Regions from separate parts of the Mus musculus genome. Here region 2 is linked to region 1. The links are chromatin contacts, called in public Hi-C maps. All regions are on one chromosome and are shown on one strand. The core of a region is the stretch at or near the end of the contact, and the rest is flanking DNA. Distances in the headings are between cores, read along the strand shown.

What was found. A called contact is a pair of places that touch in the nucleus more often than the background predicts.
Region 2: a Hi-C map of the N1E-115 cell line shows a contact between it and region 1, with 2.0 times the contacts expected there. The contact joins two enhancer-like sites. A contact is called at or near these places in 8 of 39 promoter capture datasets (the 3T3-L1 cell line, 3T3-L1-derived adipocytes, the SN4741 cell line and 4 more), 1 of 15 datasets of contacts at CTCF or cohesin (pro-B cells), 2 of 484 Hi-C or Micro-C datasets (MC3T3-E1-derived osteoblasts and the N1E-115 cell line) and 1 of 9 other capture datasets (embryonic stem cells).

Annotation. Positions count from the first base shown.
Region 1 is chr15:95,767,641-95,774,394 of GRCm38.p6, forward strand. No RefSeq gene overlaps it. Among named protein-coding and RNA genes, the nearest start is that of Gm6961, 19 kb to the left of the region's middle. Within about 2 kb of position 4,516, at least 13 of the 459 cell types and tissues checked have an H3K27ac peak or open chromatin away from gene starts, as enhancers often do. A contact at or near this core is called in the N1E-115 cell line, where this site is marked.
Region 2 is chr15:96,216,420-96,224,291 of GRCm38.p6, forward strand. The region is part of intron 1 of Gm38469 (spidroin-2); the gene reads right to left. Among named protein-coding and RNA genes, the nearest start is that of 2610037D02Rik, 22 kb to the left of the region's middle. Within about 2 kb of position 2,087, at least 8 of the 459 cell types and tissues checked have an H3K27ac peak or open chromatin away from gene starts, as enhancers often do. A contact at or near this core is called in the N1E-115 cell line, where this site is marked.

The DNA of each region.
Region 1 (6,754 bases), core at 3,266-5,765:
CTTCACAGCAGACTGGGGCAGGCCGGTGAGAAGCCGGGTGAGCGCGAAGACGGGAGAATGGGCATTAGTCAGTCACAACAGCAAAGGAAATGAGGGGAAGAGAACCCTAGAATCCCGAGAGACTAGCAACCTGACCACCACATAGAGAGACAGTCGGGAGAAAAAGAAAACATATAGAAATTAATTACAGCTGAACGTTGACCAAACATGGGGGCGGCAATCATTTAGCCCAGGAACGCCACCAGTTGTGGTTTGCTTGTGAATTGTCGCCCCCCAGGGTTATGAGTTGAATATATATGTCTCCAGCAGGTGGTGCTGTTTTGGCAAGCTGGAGCCACCCTGAGGTACCTTCAGAGGTTGTTCATGGTCCCTCCCTTCCCACCAGTCAGCCTTGAGCTAGGTAATCTCTGCAGATTGACCTCGCCATAGACCCAGAATCAGTGGGGCAAAGGTCAATGGACTGAAACCATGAGCCAGAAACGTGCCTTTCCAACCTCAAGTTATTTCTGGCAGTCTGACTGGCACGTTCCCCCAAGTCCATGTGTCAAAGGCTTGGCTCCAGCCTGATGCTATGGGAAGTGTAAATAACAAGGTAAGAATGAATGGGACTGTCTAGGGGGTGTGCCCAGGATGGGGGTTATGGGATTTGGCTCTCTTCTTCCTCTCACATAGCAAATGGAATCTTCATCCAGACTCACCATGATACACAACAGGATATGTGGGCCGTACACTGAACCCTTTATTTTGAGGGGGGAAACCCTTTTCTGTTTTTAAAATAATGTATTTCCAATATTTGCCACAGCGATAAAAAGCTGGGCAAGCCACCGGGGAAAGGAGTATACATCTATAGCTGTAAAATCCATGGATTTAGGCTAGGGAATCCCAAGTCCTTATGAGCAAGTAGTCAAAACCCAAAAGCAGAGAATTTTTACGTACAAAAGAGCCTTCATTTGATTATTGACATATTTCCTAGCAGAAACCTTTCAGAGCAGAGGTAATGGAATATCATATTCAAAGAACTGCAATGTTATATTGTCATCTGTGTGGTTCTTGGGCCCACTGGGAAGAGGGCTTGTCCGGCTTAGGAGATGTGTTGGGTCTGATTGTCCCCAAGGCTTTGACTGGAGGCTGCTGCATCTTTCAAGACTTTACTTTGCCAGGCCTATGTCGTAACATCATACTCAGTGTGCCTCATGTTTGGCTGTAGTATGTGCAACTTCCAGTCCTGAACCCACATCCCAGGGGTCTAAAACTTGGCTCTCTCCTCCACAGCACTGGCCAGACTTAGAGTCCTGCCAGGATAGTGCCTGCTATAACACTTCCTATACACAGCAGCTAGAAATGGGGAAGTCGCAGTAAAATGCCTCCCAGTAGAAGGAGCTTGGCCGTTGTATCAGTCAGGCTTCCCGACAGAAGGAATACATCCAAAGGGAGGCTTATTAGATTGATCTTAGGTGCTACAGTCTGGTTAGTCCAGAAACAGCTAGCTGTCTGTACATCGGAGTGGCTGAGAATCACTCACAGCCCAACCTGGTGAAGAAGTCCTGGAGGGTTCCTGAAGAGGGACGATCTTCAGTTCACACTGCAAAGCCAGAAGCCTGGAGAAGCTGATCCAGATGACAGCACGGGAATGTAACAGCAGTGACAGCAGCAGCAGAATAAATGAACCCGTAATCAAGATAGGAGCGGACTCTCCGGTATCAAGGAGATGCAAAAGCTTTCCCTCAGGTTCCTTCTGTCTTGGCTGCCAACAGAAGGCGCCACTATGTTTAGGGTAGGTCTTCTCACTTCCAATACCCCAGTGAAGAGCAAGCCTCCGAGTTGTGCCCAGCAGCTGGCATCATAGATTATTCCAGATAGAATCGATCTGACAGCCAAGATTAATCTCAACAGGCCTGTCCTGATTTGGGTATTTTGGAAGGAGAGGTAATACAAGGATTTGGTAAAGAGTGAGAAAGTAAAATATGTGGGTCTCTTTGGCTATCTGAGCAGGCAGTCAGCAGAGAATCAGAGAGGCCAGGTGTGGCCAGAAGTTCCTGCTGCAGGGGCCATGTTGAGTTTCTGCTTCTGCTTCCACGTTCATTGAGTTCATCCGACTTCTGTGCCAGCCCTGGGTTAGCCAACAGCAGGCTGGCAGATGTCCACTGGCTTGGTCACTTCATCCCTTGGTTGTCAAGGATACTGTGTATACTGAGTTATCTTAATTTCCCTAGCCATTGCTGTGCTAAAATGCCCCGACAAAATGAAATTAGGAGAGGAAGTGTTCGTTTTTAGCTCATAATTCCAAGTTACACTCCATTTGGGAAGGCCAAGGTGGCAAGAACTTGAAGTAGCTAGACACATCCACAGTCAAGAGCAGACAGAATGAACGCATACATTCTTAGGATACAGCTGGTTTCCTCCGTGAAATTCACTACACACCCCAAGTCTTGGGAAGGGTACCACCCATAATGGGCAAATCTTCCTTCCTCAATTAACATAATCAAGATACTCTCCCACAGATATGTCCAATAGATCAATCTGATCTAGACAGTCCCTCCCTGAGACTTGCTTTCCAGGTGATACCTAGATTATGTCAAGTTGTCCTTTAAAACGAACCCAGCTAGCATTAAGGTAAGCTTCAGATTTGATGAAGGAGCCATTGTCACAAAACGAGCAAGGAACTGGCACCAGGAAAAAACAACAACAACAAAAAAAAAAACAAAAAACCAATGCAGGACAACAGAACAGATGAAGAACTCACATAAGAACCAGGGGAGTTCCAGCCACACGGCCTCTGACAAAGATGCCAAAAATGCATGTTGTGATAAAAGACAGTGTCTTCAATAAATGGTGCTTGGAAAACCACAGGCAGGAAACTAGATACCTATTGCTTATCCTATACAAAACTCACTGAAAGATAACTCAGCGATTCAGGGTACTCACTGCTCTTGTAAAAGACTAAGGTCCAGTACCCAGGTTCCCTAAAGCAGCTCACACTGACTGTAACAGTTTCAAGGAATGTGATATCCACTGGTCTCTGAAGGCCCCTTGTGGTGTACATAAAAATCACACACACACACACACACACACAAACACACACACACACACACACACACACACACACGGAAGGAGGGAGGGAGGGAGAGAGAGAGAGAGAGAGAGATTTAAAATTTTTAAATGACTTTTAAAATAGACTCTACATAGATGAAAGCCTGTTTAATTACAGCTCTGAAATTAATAGAGGAAGAAGTAAGGAACACATTTTAAGATATTGACCTAAGCAAGCATTTTCGTAATAGAACTCAGCTGCACAGGTAATCAGCCCAGGAATTGGCAAATAAAATAACTCTTCTTTATTTCAAGGAAATAATGAACCGACTGGAGAGACCGAGGAAGTCTTTGTTAGCCATGTATCTCATGGAGGATTAATATCTAGACTACATAAAGATCTAAAATCAATCAATCAAACAAAAACAAATAACAATAGTTCAAATGATTCAGTCAGTAAATGGGCCAATCAAATGAGCTGACGGTTCTCAAAGGATGAAAAACAAATGACCGATAACCACATGAAAAAAAAAAAACCTCAACATCACCACCCATCAGAAAACTATAAATAAAAACTACATTGAAATCTCATTTTATCCCAGTCCGAATGGCAAGTTATTGAGAAAACTTATATCATGGCCAAGTTGGCTTAGTGGACCAGGGCACCTTTGACAAATCTGACAACTTGAGTTTGATCTCTGGAACCTACACAGTGGAAGGAGAAAACCAACTTCTGCAAGTGGTCCTCTGACCTCCACACCTATACCACAGCACACCTATACCACAGCACACCTGTACCATGGCACACCTGTACCATGGCACACCTATACCACAGCACACCTATACCACGGCACACCTGTACCATGGCACACAACGGCACTAAACTAGCAAATAAGCAATCATTGGAATGGAGACAGTAAGTACCAAGTAGGATAAAGACAAAAAGAAGCCAATCTATGTTATTGATGAGTGTAAGCTAGTCCAGCCACTACAGAATCAGTTTACAGGTCCCTTTAGAAACTATGAACAGACCTTCCGTGTAACCCAAGCAGGCTTGGTGTCACCCAACAGATCCAAATCAAATGCCACACTTGCATGTCAATGTTTATCACAACACATTTCACAGTAGTTAAGTTATAGAAGCAACCTGGGGCGGAGCAATCCCAGATGGAGAAGTAAAGGAAATATGGTATATACACACAGTAGGATTCTTTTTTCTTTTTCTCCCATAAAGAATAGAGCTATGTCATACCAAAAAAAAAAAAAAAAATGGATGTACCTATAGATAACCATAATGATTGAATTAAGCCAGTCTCAGAAAGATGGCTCAGGCCTCCAAAAGGTCCCTCATTGCCCAATTACCTGACTAACTCCACCATAGCATGCTAGGAACGTGAACAGCAGGCCCGGGATTACAGTGACCCTCTGGGGTACCTGCCGAGGGATGCTGTGTGCCTATTACTGTGGTGGCTCACAGAATCGAACAGCACTGTGTTGGAAGGTTGCGGTGTCAGTAGAATACAGAGACCGGAAGAGTACATTCTCTTAGCCTTCTTTCCCAGAAAAATGCCCAGCGAAACCATTAGGCTATCACGGCTGTCGTTATGATTAAAATAGAATGATATTTCAAATGCCGAGGATTAAAATCATTATGAGAATGAGGCCGTCATCAACAGTCGATTCTGGCCATTTTCCATTCTACAGACTCTGCTCCATTTAGCGGTTCTAGAAAGCTTTGTTCTTCTCATCAGATGGATGAGGAAGCTGCGGTCTGGGGAGCGTCCCATCTGTCCGAGTTTGCTTTCTATCACTGTGGTAAACAGCTCTACCCAAAGCAGCCAAGGACAGAGAAAAGCTTATTTACTTACTTCCGTGTCACAAGCCCATCAATGACGGAAGTCAGGGCAGGAACCTGGAGACAAGGATTGATGCAGAAGCCATGGAAGAGCGCTGCCTTGCTCACCATGGCTTGCTCCGCCTGCTTTCTTATACAACCCACGACCACCGGCCCAGGCGTGGCACCGCCCACAATGGGCTGGGCCCTTCCGTGTCAATCACCAATTTAAAAAGTGCTCCATAGACTTGCCTTCAGGCCAATTTGATGGAGTCATGTTCTTAGCTGAGGCTCCTTTTCCCTAACTTGAGTCACATTGTCTAAAAAAAAAAAAAAATCCTTACAAGCATTGAACACTTTCCTTGAGCCTTTTCACACCAAATAAGTGATATAACTGGTATTGAACTTCCGGTCACTTGACAACAGCATCTTATTTCCTAACTTACAATTCGGCTCCTGAGATCTCACTTCTCCAGTTACTGAGGCATGCCAAGAAAATCCTAGGTCCTGGATGCTCTAAATATACCCTACTTTCGTTTACCTTTCGGGCAGTCTTGGGTTATCTGGAAACAGATGCGGAGGCCACTCTTGGGCCACTTACATTTGTACCTCACTAAGCTCTGTAAGTAGCCCTTTAAGAGTCCAGCCCCCGCCTATAGAAGGGGAGAAGACAGAAAAGGGCTAAAGGTGGACCGGCCAATTGTGTTCTCACTGTAGCGCTGAGTACAGCTGAGAGACTTTGGAAATAATGAATAAAATTAAGCTCCAGGATTATAGTCTCCCTTACGTCTTCACTCATCTGGATATAATGCAATGAACTGGCCAATAGCCAAATCCCACTTACAATTGTAAGTATGAAAAGGGAAAACCTCGGATATTATACTTCTATTGCTTTAGATTGTCTTTCCTTTTTTTTTTTTTTTTTTTTTTTTTTTGCTAGATATCTAATTGCTATGAAACTAGTTTTCCAGATTCGGTTCATTCCTTTAGAAAAAATTTTGAAGTTGAGCTAATAAACTGATTTCCTGTCAAGTTTTTTTTTTAAGACATTCCTATAATTTTCCCATGGTGCTTTATTTTTTTAGACTTGTTTTATAGTATGCATATGAGTGTTTTGCCTGCGTGTATACATGGGCACAGCATGCATGCCATGCTCATGGCGGCCAGAAGAGGGCACCAGATTCGCTCTTGGAACTGGAGTTAGAAATGGTTGTGAATTGCCATGTGCATGCTGGAAATGGAACCTAGGGCCTCTCTGTAAGAGCAACAAGTGTGCTTAACTGCTGAGCTATATCTCCAGCCCTGAGAGTGCTTTTCTAGGATTTAAAAAAAATGCTAGCAATATTAATAAGCAAACGTTATACAAACGATAGTCTATTCTGTTTTTTATGCTTATTTCTAGAAAAAACTCACAACTCACAATTCCCCCTTAGTTGTTCTTTCCTGAGGTTACCAGCACTCTTTGAAGGACTCGCTCTCTAATTCCTAAGTCCCGTATCTTTAAGCGACTGGCATTTCTTCGCTCAATGAAATGCAGAGGAGTGTGGGTACAGGGACAGGGAAGGAAGAGTTAATTTCTACACTATGAAATACTCTGATTTTTAGAGCAAAGAAGAGAAGACCTAGAAATTAAATTTTAATAGACCTCTAGATTTGGGCAGCAATCAAAGGTTCTCTCTATAGTAACAATTACACACATCGCTGATCTGAGATCAAATATTTATGTCTTCCTCTCCCTGCTAGAGAAAATGCTAGCATTTTCCTGGCTACAGATATCACCAGGGTAATGCAATAGAGGGTCAAAGAGACGAAAGATGTCTTTCACGGTGCAGAAAGGAGTAGCGTGCCTGCCAACGATTGAGCACAACTGGAAATGAGTCAAAATGGGGA
Region 2 (7,872 bases), core at 837-3,336, 450 kb after region 1:
GCATGGCACAGTCCTCCGTGCAACGTCTGGCACGGAAAGAAAAATAAATACCACAAAGCAACATCAAATGTTTGCCTTTTGAGAGAGGGTCTTACTCTGTAGCTATGACTGGCCTGGAACTCACTCTCTACAGCAGGCTAGCCTTGAACTCAGAGATTTGCCTTCGAGTTGCTGGAATTATAGGCATGTACAACCATGCTGCACAACAGCCAACTTGTATTGAGAGTCACTTGTCCACCACTGAGAAGGGTGGGAGGCTCTTTCGGGGCTCCCATTTACCCTAAGATGCTTTCTTTGAATAGTTACACAATGTGGACGCTAATGTTGACATTGAGTTATACCTTGGCTTGGCATGGCATCTACAAACGTGAGGGATGCTCACTGTAGCGTGTAAGCTTAGAACAAGGCATGGGAAGAATGAATTGGCTTCTTTCACGGATAAGATCCATGCCTTGTAAGATGATGTCCCAGCATCTTCTTCAGGCGCTGGATAGCTAAATCCAGGCCCTCTTGTGTTTATTAGACCCTTTATTTCATACAGTTATAAACTGATAGTATGACTTTTTGAATTGTACAAAGGAGAAAGAATCTCAAACTTAATTTCTGTCCCCAAACTCTCACAACACAGATAACGTCAGACACCCTAATACATGAGGCCTTTTTTTTTTTCCCCTCCATACACTAAGCAAGTAAGAAAATTTGCAACCGCCACCCCGGGTATCACCAACACAGCTCAGTTCTGACACCACCGACCTGGTGGAAGCATCAGGTATCACAGGGTTAATACGCACGGCCCTAGGCAGCCCCACCCATCTTTGCTTGCCCATCATAAGACACAGGTTGTTTGACCTGCTACAGATAGAGGCTTCTGTAACTCCCTCTGCAGATCCCTATTAACTTGTTCAAGAGGCTTACGGAACTTAGGGACGTTCTCATGCCTACTGGTTTATTATCAACGCAAGAGGAGATAATGAGATGCATAGGGTAAGAAGTGTATTGCAGACATTGGAGCTTCTATATCCTCTCCAGATGTGCCACGCTCAGGGAACCTACAATGCTCCCCTATCCAGAGACCTTAGGAAGCCTATCCTTCTCGTTCTTATGGAGCTACAGCTTGCCTTAGGGGAAAAGTTAGGAACCATGGGCAACAGCCCTACCCAGATACAGTTGTCTGTCCACGTGCGCCATCATACCACAGGTTCCAAGTTCATAAAGCAATAAGAGACTCCCTTCTAAGCTTCCTTTACGTGTTCCCTTACATCAGTGGCTAGAGTTTTTTGTCTGTTAAGGAGACATTTTCCCAAAGTGGAAGAACATATAACAGTCCTTAGGATAAAGTGCGGCTTAAAAGAGTTTTTAACCACTACTCCTAGAGTACGTCAGACAAGACCTACTCCTCAAAGCACACAGGATACTTTAAGGTCTTAAATTTTCAGAAAGTAAGATGTAAATGCCCCGTGTGTCATCTACTCCCGGCTCCTAAAACCACAGCTGATCCGGAGCAGAGACCGAGCCGAATGCAGAAAGGTTGCAGAAATAATTGCTTTTTGTCTGCGTTTAAAAGAGTTGCGTTATCCGAATAGACGGACCAAACCTAGCCTTATCCACGTTGTTGTGGACGGGCCTGGAGCTGTTCTTGTGAACCAATGCCCTAATAAATAAAGGAGCCAATCACTGGGCGAGTAGGAGGGACTTCCAGTTTGGATGGAGGAAGAGAGGACACAGGAAAGAGGCACTTTTGGATGGGGATAGTGTGAGGACTAAAGGTAGCTACAAGTGTCTCCGGGTTTCAAAGGCGGCTCCATTAGGATTCGCCACCAGAAGATTTAGATTTAATAAGGTTTGCGAGGTTAGGATTTTAGTTGTTGCGCCCAGCGTCGTTTCTGAACTAAGTTTGTGTGGTGTTTTCCTTCCTGGGACAGCTTGTCTGGGTTCAAGAGAAAAAGGTATGGTGGCAAAGCGTGGGTTTGCCTGAGGTGCACCACAAAGGCCATGGGGGCTTTGAAGCATGGGGCTGGCGTGGTAACGACCGGCCAGAGGGAACTTAGTGAGCGGGGTGGCAAGACTGTGGAGCTCTGAGTCAGAATCTCTACGAGATAAAAACGGGTCGGCCATTGCCCGCCAGTGCATGGCCATCCAGGCCCCTGAGGCAGAGAGTTACCAGCCCAAGCGTGGGAACATGCTGGTTCATTTTCTTAATATTTTCTGCTACACATGGCGATAACATTCTGGTTTGAATAGAAAAAAATCACCCATAGGCTCAGGAATTTGAATGCTTGGTCACCAGTTGGAGGTTAAGGGTTTATCACAGTGGTTCTCAACCTCTGGGTCACAACCCCTTGTTGGGGGAGGGGGTTGTCAAAGAATACTTTCACAGGGGTCACCTAAAACCATTGGAAAACTTGGGTATGTATATTATAATTCATAGCAGTAGTGAAATTACAGTTATAAAATAGCAACAAAATAATTGTGTGGTTGGGTGTCACCCTAACGTGAGGGTCGCAGCATTAGGAAGACTGAGAGCTACCGTTTTATAGCCTTACTCCTCTCAGAGTTGACTCTCTCAGCTTCTCCTGTGAGACTGTGAACAGCCAGCCTCCTGCTCTGAGCACCTGCAGGCAAATCTTCTTTGTGATGACAGATTCCAGAACCCTAGCTTTGCCTCAAGCCTGGTATTTTGTCACAGCAACAAAAAGTAACTAATACAGCTAGTTTAGAGGGATGGATAAAGTGTCTCAGGTTGAGCCCATGTTCTTACAGCACTAACAGATCCCGTAAGCAGGTTGGATCCAATAAATATGGGGAAAATATTCTGTGTAGAAAAAAAGTAACATATGATTTTAAAGATGCTCCCAGGAAGTTCTTTCTCACACCCCCAACCTCAACCATTTTAAATTAGGAAGATTCCATCAGCCATATCGCCAGTTGTGGCGTTGAGTTCTCAACAGCAGTCCAACCCCATTGGAAACTATGTAGAGTAAATGACAGCTGAACAAACATCCAGCCCCATTTGTCCAGGCCTGTTGACAGGGAGTGTGCACACGTTCAAAGAATCATGTGCATCTTACCAAGAAACAAATCAAAACCTAAGAAACGCCTGACAAAGAGATCAGAGAGTTTATCCTGAGTCTGACAAAAAAAGGATGTCCTGCCTACTCCTATCTTTGATGGAAGGGTTTCCTATGATAGCTAAAGGTAGGATTTGAAAACATGGTAAAAAAAAAAAAAAAAAAAAAAAAAAAGAATCATGTGACATCTAGGTCTCTGTTATCAAAGTGATAAACTAGCAAACGTTGCAACACAGAAGAGCTCTCATCTTTGAGATCAGCAATAGGCCACGTTCCTTTCTAGAAGACTCTTCTAGAGTGGCGCTCATACTGCTTATAACGATTGAGCCATGGAAAAGCAATCTATTGAGTCTAAAAGAGATCCAAGCAGGTGGGCTGATGCTGGCGGCTTCCAGGGATTCGCTGGCCTAGACTCTCGCTCTTCGCTGGCCCTGCCCCTACATTCCAAGTTATCTTACTTCTGCTCAGCTTCATACTTGGAATGTTAACAGGCTAACTCTGGCTAGGGGAAATGATCCAGATGTCAAAATAAAAAACAAGTGCACACACTGTCCAGACAAATGAGTGCCCATTTAGAAAAAAATACATAATTAAATTAATAGCTTGTGCTTAACACAAAGTCAGTCTCAATACCAGGAAACTTTTTTTGGGGGGGGGACCCCTTGATGTAGAAAGTAACAGCAAAAAGAAAATAAAACATGTGACCATGTCTGCGGCTACAGACTAGGGAGGCTTTAACTGTGTTTCAAGACTCAGAAGCCACTAGCAAAAAGGCATATTTGCTCTAGAGTTCCAGGATGGTGGAATACGGCTGCCTAGAACTCCCCTCCTCGCCTACAAGACAAAGCCAACGTAGCAGGTGAGCCACCACATTTCATGCCGAACACCCGGAGTCAGAAGGCAGAGAATGGAAACTTGTAAGATTTAGAGACCCTGTGAAATGTTCGCAGGAAGAGAATTAAATCACCCCAGCTCTTCTGGCAGCCGGCAGTCAGGAAATACCTCTTAGGCGATGGTAAGCATGAAAGCCCCCACAAATTCTGTCAGTATGGATGCTGCAATCTCAAGTACAGGAAATGATCGCCACTGGTCCACAGCCAGTGCCGACAGGTAACTTGAAATATGCATTGGAGCACTGCTTTGGAAGCGTATCGCGCATCTCCTCCCATCAGACCCTGGACTGCTACAGCCAGACGCCATCTTGAGAAAGAGAATATTGTCTGTCTTTAGACGGCTCTATGAGCCACAACGCCTGTACTCCCCATCTCTGAGAACCCAGATAGTCTGCTGCGTTGTCCTCAAAGACTGTGCCTCAGACTCCATTCTGGCCAGTAGACCTACTTTGGCTTTACCCACTCACTGGCTATCCTACACAGAATGGAGAATTTGACACCAGAAGTGGAGGGTGCCATACTTCAGAATAGGGACTGCAGGGAACTTGCTGTCTGAGATCGAGGGCATAGCAGTTGTAGGTGGACTCCTTCTAGAACTAGGTCAAAGGGAGGCACACACGTGGTTCTTAACCACCACCCCTCCCACCCCCCCATCCCCTCCACCACCACCCCCCCCCCCCCCCGCTACTCCGTGCTCAAGGTTCTGTGATTGACACATCAGAGACAACAATCTGACTCCTGCTATAACCTTGTTCACGATGAAATGCCAAATGGACCTGGAGAAACCACGGCTCTAGCTGTGGCCCCATCTCTGGCATCTATGCACAGCTAGAGTTGGGGAATAAGGACAACGTCTTTTTTCTGGCTCTGACCAAGGTCCTAATTCTAGGTGGGAACTACCCCTGGTACAACAGAGATGAATGCCTCCCTGCCTCCCTTTCAGCTCCCTCTCCCGCTGTCTACCTTGCCTGGCTATGCGCTGCTCTCAGGACTGAATATGAGGACAACCTGAGGACATTGTGGTTGCTGCTCCCTCACGAAAGATGTGGGATCTTCCTGCTGCATGGTTGGAGGAAGGTGTTTCACCACTACTGATGTGGGCAGTGCCAGGGGCCTTCGAAGTAGCAAAGCTAGAGTCAAGAAAGACCAAGGGAGTCTTATTGTGCAGTAAGGGCCACCATCCTACTGTAAGAACACCATACCCCAAGTCTAATGCTGTCTACAGATCTCCTACCTTAACAGTTTGAATGTCCTCACTAGTTAGCAGTGTGTGTGTGTGTGTGTGTGTGTGTGTGTGTGTGTGTGCACACCTGTGCATGCACACATGAAGGACATCTTCCTGTCTCCCTCTGTCTCACTCCTCAGAAACTGTCTCTCACTAAACCTGAAACTTGCTATTTCAGCAAGGGTGAGCAGGGTCTCAGATCCACTTATCTCTGTCCTGAGATGCTGGGGTTACAGCACACTCAGCCACGCCAGGGAGCGCTGGAGATTCAAACTCAGGACTGCATGCTTGTGCAGCGAGTGTTCGGACTGAGCCACATTCCTAGCTTTTCTGAATGTCCCCAGCTCTCACAGTGGGTCTCTGAGGCAGTGGGTCTCTTTGACTCTGCCACAGTACGCACTGTTCTAAAACTCACCATTCACGGCCCAAGAATCGATAAGTAAATGATACTGTCGTACCAGCTAGAATCAAAGCCACCAATGCATAAGCTGAGTCTTCAAGACTTCAGGAGAGAGCCACATACTAAGAAACTCACAGAAAAAATTTTTTTTAAAGGAACAAAGATGTCTGGACCATCATCAGGTATACAGGATGCAGCTCTGATGTAAGGAAACAAACACTTTTTCTTCTTCTTTTCCCCCTTCCCTTCTCCCTCTTGCTCAGGTCCTGCTCACTCTGCTCCGCCCCGCCCCACCCCACCCCACCCCCATTGATTCTGAGAAGGTGGAGTCTTCAGAGGAACCCCACCCCATGCTGCTGAGCATCCTGATGACACAGAAGACCTTTTAAAATAATTATGAAGACTTCAAATGCCGTGGATTACGCCTTCTGCACATGACTATGACCATCCTTGTAGAGTCTGCTGTATAAAATGAGAAACAAATACTGTACTCAGCTTCCTTGTGTATTAGCATCTCTGGCTCTCTCACCACCTTTTCGCCTATGTAGATGCATTATAGGGGACACGTACTCTGTGGTAGATCTTTCATCTTCATCTCTTAGTTTGTTCCTATTTTTTTCTTACATAATTCTTTTGATGCTGTGATATGCTCATGAGAAATGGTCCCTTGATCACACTTTGCTAAAGTCGAGCAGTCTGTCACGGATACTGCTGCCACCAGCCCCACTGATGACCACTGCTGACAGAGTCCTTGTTTATTTAGTCTCAGTGCCTGGGCCAGGGCAGCATGAGAGCAAGCACAAGGCGATGGTGGGCAGGGGTGAAGCTGCCACATTCAGAAAACTGTGAATACAAATATTTTTATATAATAGGATTTTGTTGAATGGTAACATTTTGATAAAACCTGGCTAGTTTTTACAGAACAAAGTATTTCTCTGTTCGTTTAGTCCTGTGTATTTAGAAACACGCACAACTGGAAATTTTTTAAGGTGCTATGTAACTAAAGTTCACTTCTTCCCTCCTGAGAACTAAATAAAGATAAAACGGTTTCTCATTAACAACAAACCACACAAACAAACAAACAAACAAACAAGAACTATCTGGCCCATCCCACCATATCAAAGCACATATAAGCCCTGGTGCTAGGAAAGCCAGCAGGGAGGGACCCCCTCCCTGAGGAAGGAGCTTTCTGCCTTGTGCCTTTCACTTAATAAGATCCTCACTAACTTATTCATTCCTCTCTGTCCTTGTATGTAGTCCTGGGGAGACAAGAACTGAGAAATCTGCAATAGTATTCAACAAGACAGAGGCAAGAAGATTGCAAATGCTCAAGGCCAGCCTGGTCTATACAGTGAGGCCAGCTTGGTCTGCACAGTGAGCTAGCTGCAGATCAGCCAAGCCTGCCTGGTCTACACAATGAGCTAGCTGTATGTCAGCCAGGCCATCCTGGTCTACACAGTGAGCTGTAGTTTAGCCAGGCCATCCTGGTCTACTCAGTGAGCTGTAGTTCAGCCAGGCCAGCTTGGTCTACACAGTGAGCTATAGTTCAGCCAGGCTAGCCTGGTCTACACTGATCTTTGTTTTGCTGAGAGAGGCACAGCCAAGAACTTTTCTTGGCATTCTTTTTGGTCCCTCCTGCTGACTCAAGCTGAGGCTGAGTCCTGGCTCTCTCTGTTAGGTCCTGCCTCCGCTGCTGATTCATGTCTGCTATCCTGACTCTACCAAACTGGACTGCTGGTGTATCTGTGAGGTGTTTGCAAGTGGATCGAGCTGCCGCTGCTGACCTGTGAACTGAACTGCCGATTTCCAGACAAGACAGACGGGAGTTGTTCTAAAGAACCTTTCTAAACAGGTCTACTTTCCCGTATCTTTTTTTTTCCCTCACTATCTCTGGTGAGTGGTGGCCTAAAAAGGAGGCTAAAATGTTTTTAAAAATAGGTGTTAAAAATTAAAGTTACAAATGATCATCTCAACAGATACAGAAAGGCGCTTAGTACACTTCAGCATCTCTATGACAACAGCCTGGGAAAACTGGGTATGAGAAGGAGGTGTTTCAACATCCTGAAGCATCAGTGTGAGAATTCACAGCAGTGTCATAGTGGAGAAGGATACCTGAACCACGTGGTGTCACACTGGAGATAGGAGTAAGTTGTATACTCGGCCCAGTGCTTTTACTCAATAGACGACTAGAAATTCCTAGTTAAAGTAATTAGACAGAAGGGAAGGAGTCAAATCATGATCCTAAACAATTTTAAATTACATCAATTTTACTACAAGGTTAAAAAA